Linked DNA regions of Rattus norvegicus: region 2 is linked to region 1. The links are chromatin contacts, called in public Hi-C maps. All regions are on one chromosome and are shown on one strand. The core of a region is the stretch at or near the end of the contact, and the rest is flanking DNA. Distances in the headings are between cores, read along the strand shown.

What was found. A called contact is a pair of places that touch in the nucleus more often than the background predicts.
Region 2: a contact with region 1 is called in a Hi-C map of the A7r5 cell line, with 2.7 times the contacts expected there. The contact joins the promoter of Cpne1 here to the promoter of Cep250 in region 1. A contact is called at or near these places in 5 of 12 Hi-C or Micro-C datasets (the A7r5 cell line, Schwann cells, frontal cortex and 2 more).

Annotation. Positions count from the first base shown.
Region 1 is chr3:164,927,238-164,932,657 of GRCr8, reverse strand. It overlaps Cep250 (centrosomal protein 250), which reads right to left and starts at 1,359. Exons shown (of 33, transcript NM_001427194.1): 1 at 1,255-1,359.
Region 2 is chr3:165,088,513-165,093,634 of GRCr8, reverse strand. Cpne1 (copine 1) reads left to right here and starts at 3,641. Exons shown (of 17, transcript NM_001256465.2): 1 at 3,641-3,782. Rbm12 (RNA binding motif protein 12) reads left to right here and starts at 3,641. Exons shown (of 3, transcript NM_001409091.1): 1 at 3,641-3,782.

The sequences.
Region 1 (5,420 bases), core at 110-2,609:
ATAAAAACCACAGCCCTGCAGAGCATCTCCTAATGGGTATGAAATAATGACATTCACACCTGAAGCTTTCTGAGGTAAAAGGAGTAAAATGTGATAGAGCGTTCCTAGAGCACAGGGTGAGGGTATACCCGTAGGACAGTGCAAGTCTGGCTTTGATTTCTGTTAAGAAAACTATCCATTTGGTAATATCAATTCTCCTTCGTAACCCTTCTCAGGGCCCAGCCTAGACTCACGGGCCTGAAATCTTATTCTTCGGAGGCCAAGGCAAATGAACATCAAGTTCAAATCCAGCCTTGGTAAGTTGATAAGACACTGTCTCAAAATAAAAAGGGAAAAGAGGACTTGAGCTTAGTTCAGTGGTAGAACACTGACTGGTGTGCATACGACCCTGGGTTCAATTCGTTACCAATTAAAGAAGAAAAAAAAAAAAGCAATCCTTTTATTGAAATGTGAGTTGTAACACTGACCTCCACATCTTACAGGCTAATGTGTAAACAGCCATTCAATCTAGTTAAGTCATAATACACATAGGGGATTCTAGCTCACTGTGGAACTTGATTTAGGAGTGTTTGTCTCTTCGTGCATAAAATGTGACTATGAAGAACACACACCATAGATCGCTGCGTGGATTAAAGGAGCCTTTGAAGGTAATGCATTTAGCAGATCTGTCATCTATTCAGTAACTTTTTAGTTACCAGTAGTCATCGTGGGACTTAAGAGTTGAAAAAAAAACAAGACTTATAACAAACAAGCCCAGAACATGAAAGAGGGGGGCCGGCAGAACACTGACTTGGGCAAAGATCACAAAAGCCAAGAATCAGATTAGCTGAAGCCTGGAGCAGGCCTTAAGAAAGGTTTTGAAGAAGTGATCTTTGAGATCTGAAAAATAAAAGTTCTGATGATGGGGCAGCGGGCTGGGACCCGACTTTCAGGGACGGATCACGCGCAAAGCCCATAGGGGCACAGGGAGCTGGAAAGCTCCCAGGTGCAGAGAGAGATCCGCAGGGAGCGCTGCATCTCATCCCGTCAGCTCCGGGCTACGGGAGTGGGCCACTCAAGTGTGAGGTTCTCCGGAGGGGCGGCTGCAGCAGGAAACTGAGGCAGGCAGGCCCCGACCCCTAGGACCGGTCCCAGCCTCTCTCTGGGCCCGGGGCTCCTCCCGGGATACAGGGAGCCGCTATCTAGGCGACATCTCCGCGGGCGCTCAGGCCCTCGGACCGTTACGCTCGGCGCCTCCCGCCTGCCCCAGCCCACCTCACCACGGTCGGTTCTCGGAGATCTCGTAGCGGTCCGCAGCAACCGAGGCCGCTGCAGCAGCCCGCAGGCCAGGCCCTGAGCGTCTCTCAGCCAGGAGGCCAGGCCCCGCCCCTCCAAACTCCCGCCCTTTTGTGGGGGCCGCCCAGCCGAGCTAAGCGCCCGGGGTAAGTGCGCGGGTGCAGACCTCTCGCCATATTAGGTACTGGCAGCCAACTTACTAGAGAAGCCCAAAAGGAAAGGGAAGTTTTGGTGAGACACACAGTCGCTCTCCAAAAATAAAGACAGCCACAGTCTTTGAATTCTAGCACTGAACGTTCTGAGGTGGCGAAGAAAAACTCGCCCTCAGTCTCCCGCCTGTGGCTTCAGAGTTAAATAATGCGCATGCGTAAAGCCGAGGTGCACCTGCGCACTGTCCCTCCAACAAAGCCTTGTACTGTAACTGCGTGAAAGCCTCTAGCTGCAAATAAGTTTAGGCGAACGACTGTCCTTGGAACAACTCAGTGTCGTTTTGGAATACTCGGTACTTCACAAGCATTTGCCCATAATTGCTTTACTTAAATGGTTTAAATGCCAGGAAAGCTACTTTGTCTAGTTGTGACTACCTCTACAGTACTGTGTTCCGCTAGGAACGGGGAGTTATGTTGATAATATGTTGTACAATCATCATTACACGTTTTCTTAGCATTGAAATATCATTTATCTGGTTCCCAATTGGTTCTAGTTTTAGTAGAGACAAGACAAAAGCCAAAAATAAAAAAAATGGGTTAGGGGTTGGGGATTTAGCTCAGTGGTAGAGCGCTTGCCTAGGAAGCGGAAGGCCCTGGGTTCGGTCCCCAGCTCCGGAAAAAAAGAACCAAAAAAAAAAAAAAAGAAAAAAAAAGAAATGGGTCGCCTAAGTATATACTTTGATTCCATCCCTGAAGACTCAGAACACCAAGGGTGAAGCCAGGAATCTGCATTCTTGCAAATAACCCAGATGATTTTGCACTATGGGAACTACACAAGAGTGAATCCTTGAGGACGGAGCACTTCTTGGGCATACATGACTCTAGCACACAGTACAAGGCCTGACACAAAACGGATCTTCAGCAACTATTGAGTGAATTAACGTATACATGAGGTTGTGTGAACATAAGAGACCCAGCCGGCTGGGCAGTGGTAGCACACGCCTTTACTCCCAGCCCTGGGGAGACGGAGGCAGGCAGATCTCTGAGTTAGGGGTCAGCCTGGTCTACAGAAGGAGTTCCAGAATATTCTGAGTTACAAGGGAGTGGGGAAGAAGAGAGAAAGAGGGGAGTTCTAGGTGAGAGAAATAACTACCTTATAGCTTTTTAAATGTTTTAGGTTTTTTGGATGGTTCGGTTGGTTGTTTCGTTGGTTGGTTGGTTGGTTGTTTTCGAGATAGGGTTTCTCTGTGTAGCTCTGGTTGTTCTGGAACTTGCTCTGTAGATCAGGCTGGCTTGGAACTCACGAGATACTGTGCCCAAAGTGCAGGGATTAGAGGCAAAGACACCACTGCCAGGCAACAAAATAATTTTTTTTTTAAAGATTTATTTATTTATTATATATAAGTACACTGTAGGTGTCTTCAGATACACCAGAAGAGGGCATCAGATCTCTTTACAGATGGTTGTGAGCCACCATGTGGTTGCTGGGAATTGAACTCATGACCTCTGAAAGAGCAGTCGGGTGCTCTTAACCCCTGAGCCATCTCTCCAGCCCCAACAAAATAATTTTTAAAAAGTAAAACTTACCTCATGTTTTCCCATCATGGTTCTTTGTTTATTTCATAGCAATTCTGCCTTTTATTTGCTGCCTTATTGTTTTCATACGTTTCCTCTCTGAAGCTATGAGTGTGCTATTCTGAATGCTTCCCGTAAGGTCTCACAAGCGAGTTGTGGTTTGCCCTGAAGTTATCTGTATTTTGATGCTAATTCCACTGCCCCAACGACAGCTGCCTAGTGACTTCACCAGAACCTTGCCATTGAATTTGTAAAGTATAGGTGAGGGGCAGGTACAAGATAGAAGGAGACCTGTCATTGAGGAGAAGGAAGGATGGGTGGGAGAGAAGTTTGAAGGAAGAAGAAGAGACAGGACAGAGGAGATGGAGAGAGGGGAGAAGCCATGGCAGGTGATGTTAAGATTCTGCTCTGTGTATTTACAGGTTGTTATCAATGTTCCTAAGGGATGGATGGTACCGGGCTTTGTATGTTTAAGTGGGCAATTATATCATACCAATTGGGTCAAAGATTATTGTGTTGTGTGTCCCCCCCCACCCCCCGGGGCTGGGGACCGAACCCAGGACCTTGCGCTTCCTAGGCTCTACCACTGAGCCAAATCCCCAACCCTGTGTTGTGTTCTTTAATGTGTAGATTTAAGTAATGTAATGGAGTGTGGGGTGACTGGTCTGGGCCACCACGGAGTTGGGATGTGTTTCCGCCAAGATACCTAGCAGATGTCTTGGGGCACTGAGGTGCGGACAAAGCGGGTAAAAGACAACTATACTCTTTTTTATTTTTATATTTTTCCAACAACACAGGCATTGAGTAAGTATCCTTTGAACTGAATAAGTCACGTTATCCTCAGAGTTAAAAAATGTTAGACATAAAAATCCATCCCAAGGGTTTGGGTTGTGATTCAGTTGATCTGTTGCTTGCTTAACATTGTGAGCCCGAGGTCTGACAGATCTGGGCATGGCGGGTAGGCCTGTAACCCCAGCATTTGAGGTAGAGGCAAGAGTCTCAGAAATTCCTTGGCATTCTCAGCTACTTAAAGAGTTTCAAGGCTAGCCTGGGCTATATGAGACCCCGTCTCAAAAATTAAAACAGAAAATCCATCAGCAAACAGCCAGCGTACTTTAGGGAGTAGCCATAGGTTTCAAAAAGGGGCCAGTGAGGTAGTAAATCAAAACCAAACAGTAATGATTGGCCTTTGTAAAGGGGGAATCGTTCATGTCTGTAGGAATGTATCCATTTACACAGCAAGCATTTGTTGGACAATTGTTATGTTCTAATATCAGATAATAATACAATGTGTTAACAACCAGTTGGAAATTCTACTAAAATATAATAAAGGGTAACCACTGGGAACTACCTGGGCCAAAGCAGAGTGTGGGATTCCTATGTGGAAGAGTGGGTGACAAAGTCTGTCTCCCTCCAGACTGCAGAGGAGGAGAGAGAGAGAAATAAATGAGTTAAAAGAAAACCACCAGGACTGGAGAGATGGCTCAGCAGTTAAGAGCACCGACTGCTCTTCCAGAGGTCCTGAGTTCAAATCCCAGCAACCACGTGGTGGCTCACAGCCATCTGTAATGGGATCTGATGCCCTCTTCTGGTGTGTCTGAAGACAGGGACAGTGTACTCATATATATGAACTAAATAAGTAAATCTTAAAAAAACAACAACAAAACCCAAAAGGGAAAGAAAGAAAGAAAGAAAGAAAGAAGGAAAGAAGGAAAGAAGAGAAGACCACCCCCACTCCCCAGCAAACTGCACTTCTTCCTTTGCATCCTTAATTGAATCTCTGGGAAAGCACCTTCAATGTAGGTCCAATAGTGAGTCTGCACCCCAACTTTGCTTATTGTTCTATAATCCACCCCCTCTTTTGTAAGTTATACACATGGAGTTTCAAGGTGAGGTGCTCTGTTATAAAGTTCTTAAACTTCTTAGCTGTTAAATACTTCCTAGAATTCTTGAAGTTTGGAGTTTGTTTTTTGTTGTTGTTACATTTATTTATTGACAATTTCCAGGAGTTAGTTCTCTCCTTTTATGTAGGTCCCATGGATTTAACTCAGGTTGTTCAGCTTGGAAACAAGTGCCTTTACCCACTGGGCCATCTTGTTAACCATCTACTAAAGTTCTTGGTGTTTTTGTTTGTTTATTTCTTTTTTTTTTAAAGATTTATTCATTTATTATATATAAGTACACTGTAGCTATCTTCAGACACACCAGAAGAGGGCATCGGATCTCTTAACAGATGGTTGTGAGCCACCATGTGGTTGCTGGGAATTGAACTCATGACCTCTGAAAGAGCAGTCGGGTGCTCTTAACCGCTGAGCCATCTCTCCAGCCCTGTTTGTTTATTTTTTTTTTCTTTTCTTTTTTTGTCGGAGCTGGGGACCGAACCCAGGGCCTTGCGCTTGCTAGGCAAGTGCTCTACCACTG
Region 2 (5,122 bases), core at 2,392-4,891, 160 kb before region 1:
CAGTTTGCAGTCCCAGAACCCCTTGAATGAACCCTTTGAATGAAGTGGTGGCCAGGCTCCCCTGAGGAGCAACCTTGATAAGACAGCTGGCAGTTTTACTTGTTAGCCTTTCTCCAGTTCCTCCCCAGAGGGACCTACGGCCTTTTACAAGGGCAACTGTACACTGGGGGAAAGGAAACAGTTAGACTTTCCAGTATCTATTGGTTACTGGTTCTGAACTGACACTGATCCCAAGAGATCCCAAGCATCATTTTTGCCCATCAGTTAAAGTGAGAACTTATGAGGACCAGATGATTAATGGAGTTTTGACTGATGTCTAACTCTTGGTAGGTCCAGTAGGTCCCAGAACACATCCTGTGGGTCATATCCCCAGTTCCAGAATGTATAAATGGGATAGATATACTTAGAAGTTGGCAGAATTCTTACATTGGTCCCCTGACCTGTGGAGTGAGGGCTATTATGGTTGGAAAGGCTAAATGGGAGTTTTTAGAGTTGCTTCTGCCAAAGAAAATAGTGAATCAAAAAACAGTATCGTATTCCTGGAGGAAATGTAGAAATTACTGCCACCATCAAGGACTTGAAAGATGAAGGGGTGGTGGTTCCCACCACATCTCCCTCTAACTCTCCTATTTGGCCAGTGCAGAAGACAGGTGGATCATGGAGAATGACGGTTGACTATCGAACACTAAACCAGGTAGTAACTCCCATTGCAGCTGCTGTACCAGATGTAGTTCCGTGACTTGAGCAAACTAACACATCTCCCTGTACCTGGTATGCAGCTATTGACCTAGCGAATGCCTTCTTCTCAGTACCTGTCCATAAGGACCACCAGAAGCAATTTGCTTTCAGTTGGCAAGGCCAGCAGTATACATTTACAGTTTTACCTCAAGGATGTATTAACTCTCATGTCCTGTGTCATAAACTTAGTAAGAAGGGATCTTGATCATCTGTCTCTTCATAAAATAGTCATTGGTGCTCTATATTGATGACATTATGCTGCTGGGACCATGTGAGCAGGAGGTTGCTGCCACTTTGTACTCATTTGTAACATGTATGTGTATCAGAGGATGGAAAATAAATCCAACCAAAAGTCAAGGATCATCTACCTCATTGAAATTCTTAGGAGTCCAGTGGTGTGGGGCATGCAGAGGTAATGTTTCTAAGGTGAAGGATAACTTATTGCACCTGGTCTTTGTCACCACCAAGAAAGAAGCACAAAGTTTAGTAGATCTATTTGGATTCTGGAGACAGCACAGTCCTCACTTGGGTGTGTTACTGAGCCTCATATACTAAATGACTCAGAAAGCTACTAGCTTTGTCTAGGGCCTGGAACAGGAGAAGGCTCTTCAACAGGTTCAGGCTGCTATGCAGGCTGCTCTACCACTTGGACCATGTGGTGATTTGTGTATGCTTGGCCCAGGGAATGGCACTATTTGGAGGTGTGGCCTTGTTGTAGTAGGTGTGACCCTGTTGGAAGAAGTGTGTCACTGTGGGGGTTGGGGGGAGCTCAAAGCTCCGCCCATGTGCAAATGTCAGTCTTCTGGTTCCCATCAGAACAAGATGTAGAACACTCAGCTCTTTCTACAGCACCGTGTCTGCCTAGATGCTGCCATGCTTCCTTTCATTATGTTAATGGATTGACTTCTGAAAATGTAAGTTAGCCACAATTAAATGCTGTCCTCATAAGAGTTGCCTTGGTCATGGTGTCTGTTCACAGCTGGAAAACCCTAATTAATGCAGAAGTCAGTATTTTGCACGGAGTGTTGCTGTGATAGGCTCGATCATGCTTTTGTTGGGAGGAATTCGATTTGGGAAGCATGGTTTGGTTTACGTGGTGCTTACTGGGACATCCTAGTAGTAACATGGATGACATTGGTGCTGAGGGTGGTAGGCCTGGCCCAAGAGGTTTCAGTGGAGAAGAATTTCAATATGTGGCCTAGAGACTGTTCTTGTGATATTTTAGTGAAGAATATGGTGCTTTTTGCCCTTGTCTGAAGAATCTGCCTGAGGCTAAGGTAAAAGAGATTTATATTAATTACATTTACAAAAAAGTCCAACAGAGGCTTTGTTCTCTGGGTAAGACTCATGTAGAGGCTTTTGAACAAGCATAGCAAGCTTAGAAAGGAAAAAATATAAAATGTATAGTTAGAGTTATAAAGGAGCACCAGGTAGTGAAATGGGGCTGAATCCTGTGCTCAAGGAGATAAAGAGATTAAGGGAGTGGTGACTTTGCAGCAAGATCCCACCCAGCCTAAGCTTAATGTTTATTCGTTTGCCATTGAACAAAGAATATTAGGCATTATTATTATTATTTTATTATTATTATTATTGGGTTATTGATTTCACTTGGACTTTTTTTTTAAGACTTATTTATTTTATTTATATGTTAGTACACTGTAGTTCTCTTCAGACACTTCAGAAGAGAGCATCCCATTACAGACGGTTGTGAGCCACCATGTGGTTTCTGGGAATTGAACTCAGGATCTCTGGGAGAGCAGTCAGTGCTCTTAACCGCTGAGCCATCTCTCTAGCCCTCACTTGGACTTTTAATCTGGAATGGAAGACATAGGCTTTTGATCCCGATCTTAGGGAATAGTGGCTATGATAAGCTTAGACCCAGGAAAGGAGATCTTTTTCTCTCTGTCTCCCCCCCCCCCCCCCCAACCTCCCCAATCACCCCCTTCCTCCTGCACAGGCGGCATAGTCTGGTGCAGCCTAGGACTTCAGGTATAATCAGATACCAGGGATTATATGGGCGGCCAGGAGAGATTAAAAGACATTTTCCGGGCTGGAGAGATGGCTCAGCGGTTAAGAGCACCCGACTACTCTTCCAGAGGTCCTGAGTTCAGTTCCCAGCAACCACATGGTGGCTCACAACCATCTGTAAAGAGATCCGATGCCGGGGGTTGGGGATTTAGCTCAGTGGTAGAGCGCTTGCCTAGCAAGCACAAGGCCCTGGGTTCGGTCCCCAGCTCCGAAAAAAAGAAAAAAAAAAGAGATTCGATGCCCTCTTCTGGTGTATCTGAAGACAGCTACAGTGTACTTATATATAAAAAATGAATAAATCTTTAAAAAAAGACATTTTCCTTCTTTTTATATTTGTTCTTTATATTTATATCTATTTTCATTTTAATTTTATTAATGTCTCTGTGTAAGAGTTTGTGCACATGAGTGAAGATGTCTTCAGAGGCCAGAGGAGGGCGTCAGATTTGAGGCCCGAGTTACTTGAGGTTGTGAGCAGCTCAAGACTTCGTGAAGAGCAGTATGAGCTTTTATCCTTTGAGCCTTTTCTCCACCCCAAGGCAAAATATTTTCAATAGCCAAAAAAAAACAAAACAAAACAGGACCTTTTGCTTGGTGGTGCGTTTAATCCTGAAGACAGTTCTGCAGTGTAGGCACACTTTCACGGGGGCTCTAAAAGCCAAAGGAACCTGTACAAAAGCTCTGCAGCGAACCTTGGACAATAGCTTCAGGCCGGACTCTGCAAACAGCAATTAAAAAGCCGGGTTTAGCCAAATACCTGCAACTTCCAAAGTTTCCCCCTCCCCACTCCGAAACCTCAGCGCGCCTGCGTCTCCCACCAGGTGACGTCGGTAGCGGCGCTCCGCCCACTCTGGGAACGCGGAGCGGGCGGGCGGCCATTTTGTGAAGCGGCAGCGGAGGTGTTGGCTGCAGTGGGCTCCGGGAAAGCCGTTCGGGCTGGGGCTGTCGGCCGCAGGGCTGAGGCACTCGCGCGGGGGGTAACTCGGGTCTGGGTTCTGGTGCCGCGCAAGCTCTCCCCGGTAAGACTCCCGCAGCCCCGGAACGGGCGGGGCTGTGCGGGGCTCGAGCCGCCTCCTTGGTGCCTCGGGGCGGGGCCTTCCCAGGCCTCGGAGCCCGCGGCCGCGAGCGCCCTACACAAAGGGTCGCGGCGGGGCCGCGGGGGTCCTGGGGCGCTGTTCACGCTCCGCGGTCTCCGAGGATGCGAGAGGTGGAGTCTGCGTGCCGAAGTGGGAGTGGGGCCTTAGCGGGGACATCCCGGTGGTCCTGAGAGGGGAAGCGGCCAGCACTTGGTGGCCTCGCGGCCTGCGAACTACGGGGTTGGGGGATTGCGGTGTAAACGCCTGCACGCAGAATGGGGAAGACATCGTTGGCTTTAAGCGGGAACGAGGTTTTAACTCACCTCTGCCCCAAAGTGAAGAGGTCCCAGTGGCCTATGACCTGCAAAAGGGGACTACCTAGAGACACACCTAGGGGAAGGAAGGTCTCTTGGGAGGCCGGGAACTGGTCGCCTGAAGGTGCAAGGAGTTGTAGCGAAGTGTTTCCTAGGTCCACCGCTGAGGAGGAAAGGTTTCCTAAGGAGTCTAGGTAATTGGAGCCGCCCTGTAGGTAGGAGAGGGATGAAGTCTTGGAGAATTATAGATAGGATGGCTGGTCCTTGTTTCCCAAATAAGGAAGGGCCATTGTCTGCAGCACCTTTACCGCACCTTTGGGAGTTACAGGGAGGAAGGAGGGTAGGTGCCTTAGATAGTTTACTGTCTTGAGGTTGGCGCTACATTGCAGCCGCGTAAAATAGAAGAGAAGGCATTTAAGGATCTACAGGTTAGTATTGCAGTATGGACTAATGTAGCGGGTTGGGGTGCCCGTGAACCAAGTATGTGTGTGTGTTTTATAGTGAAAGTTATAAGGAGTCTCATGTGATCTATTTAGGGTTAATCCAAGTGCTAAAGATTCATTCATTCTGGTAGATAAAGTAGAGAATTACAGGCTGTGTTGCAGAAGTATTCTGGGTCCTAAAGCCTTCTTGGCTCCTAAATTCAGAGATGACCTAATGTGTGCAGTTGGCAGAAACCATTTTATTGGGTGCTTTTAAGATTTAAGTTGATGCGAATCAATTCTATAACCTGGTGGGGAAAAGCTAGGATGGCAGCTGAGCTTTTTGGATAGTTTAAGGTGCAGTTTTTGGAGAACTTCAGTCTTAGAAACAAAAATTGTCTGGGATCTTGTTAACCACTGTGTACTGTTAAAGTGTTAAAGAGTGTTTGCAGTTGGAAAAAAAATCCTACAAAAATATTAAAAAATAGGTAAATAAGACTGATATACCTGTTTTTGAAACTTGCTGCTTTTAATGAGATGGAGACTT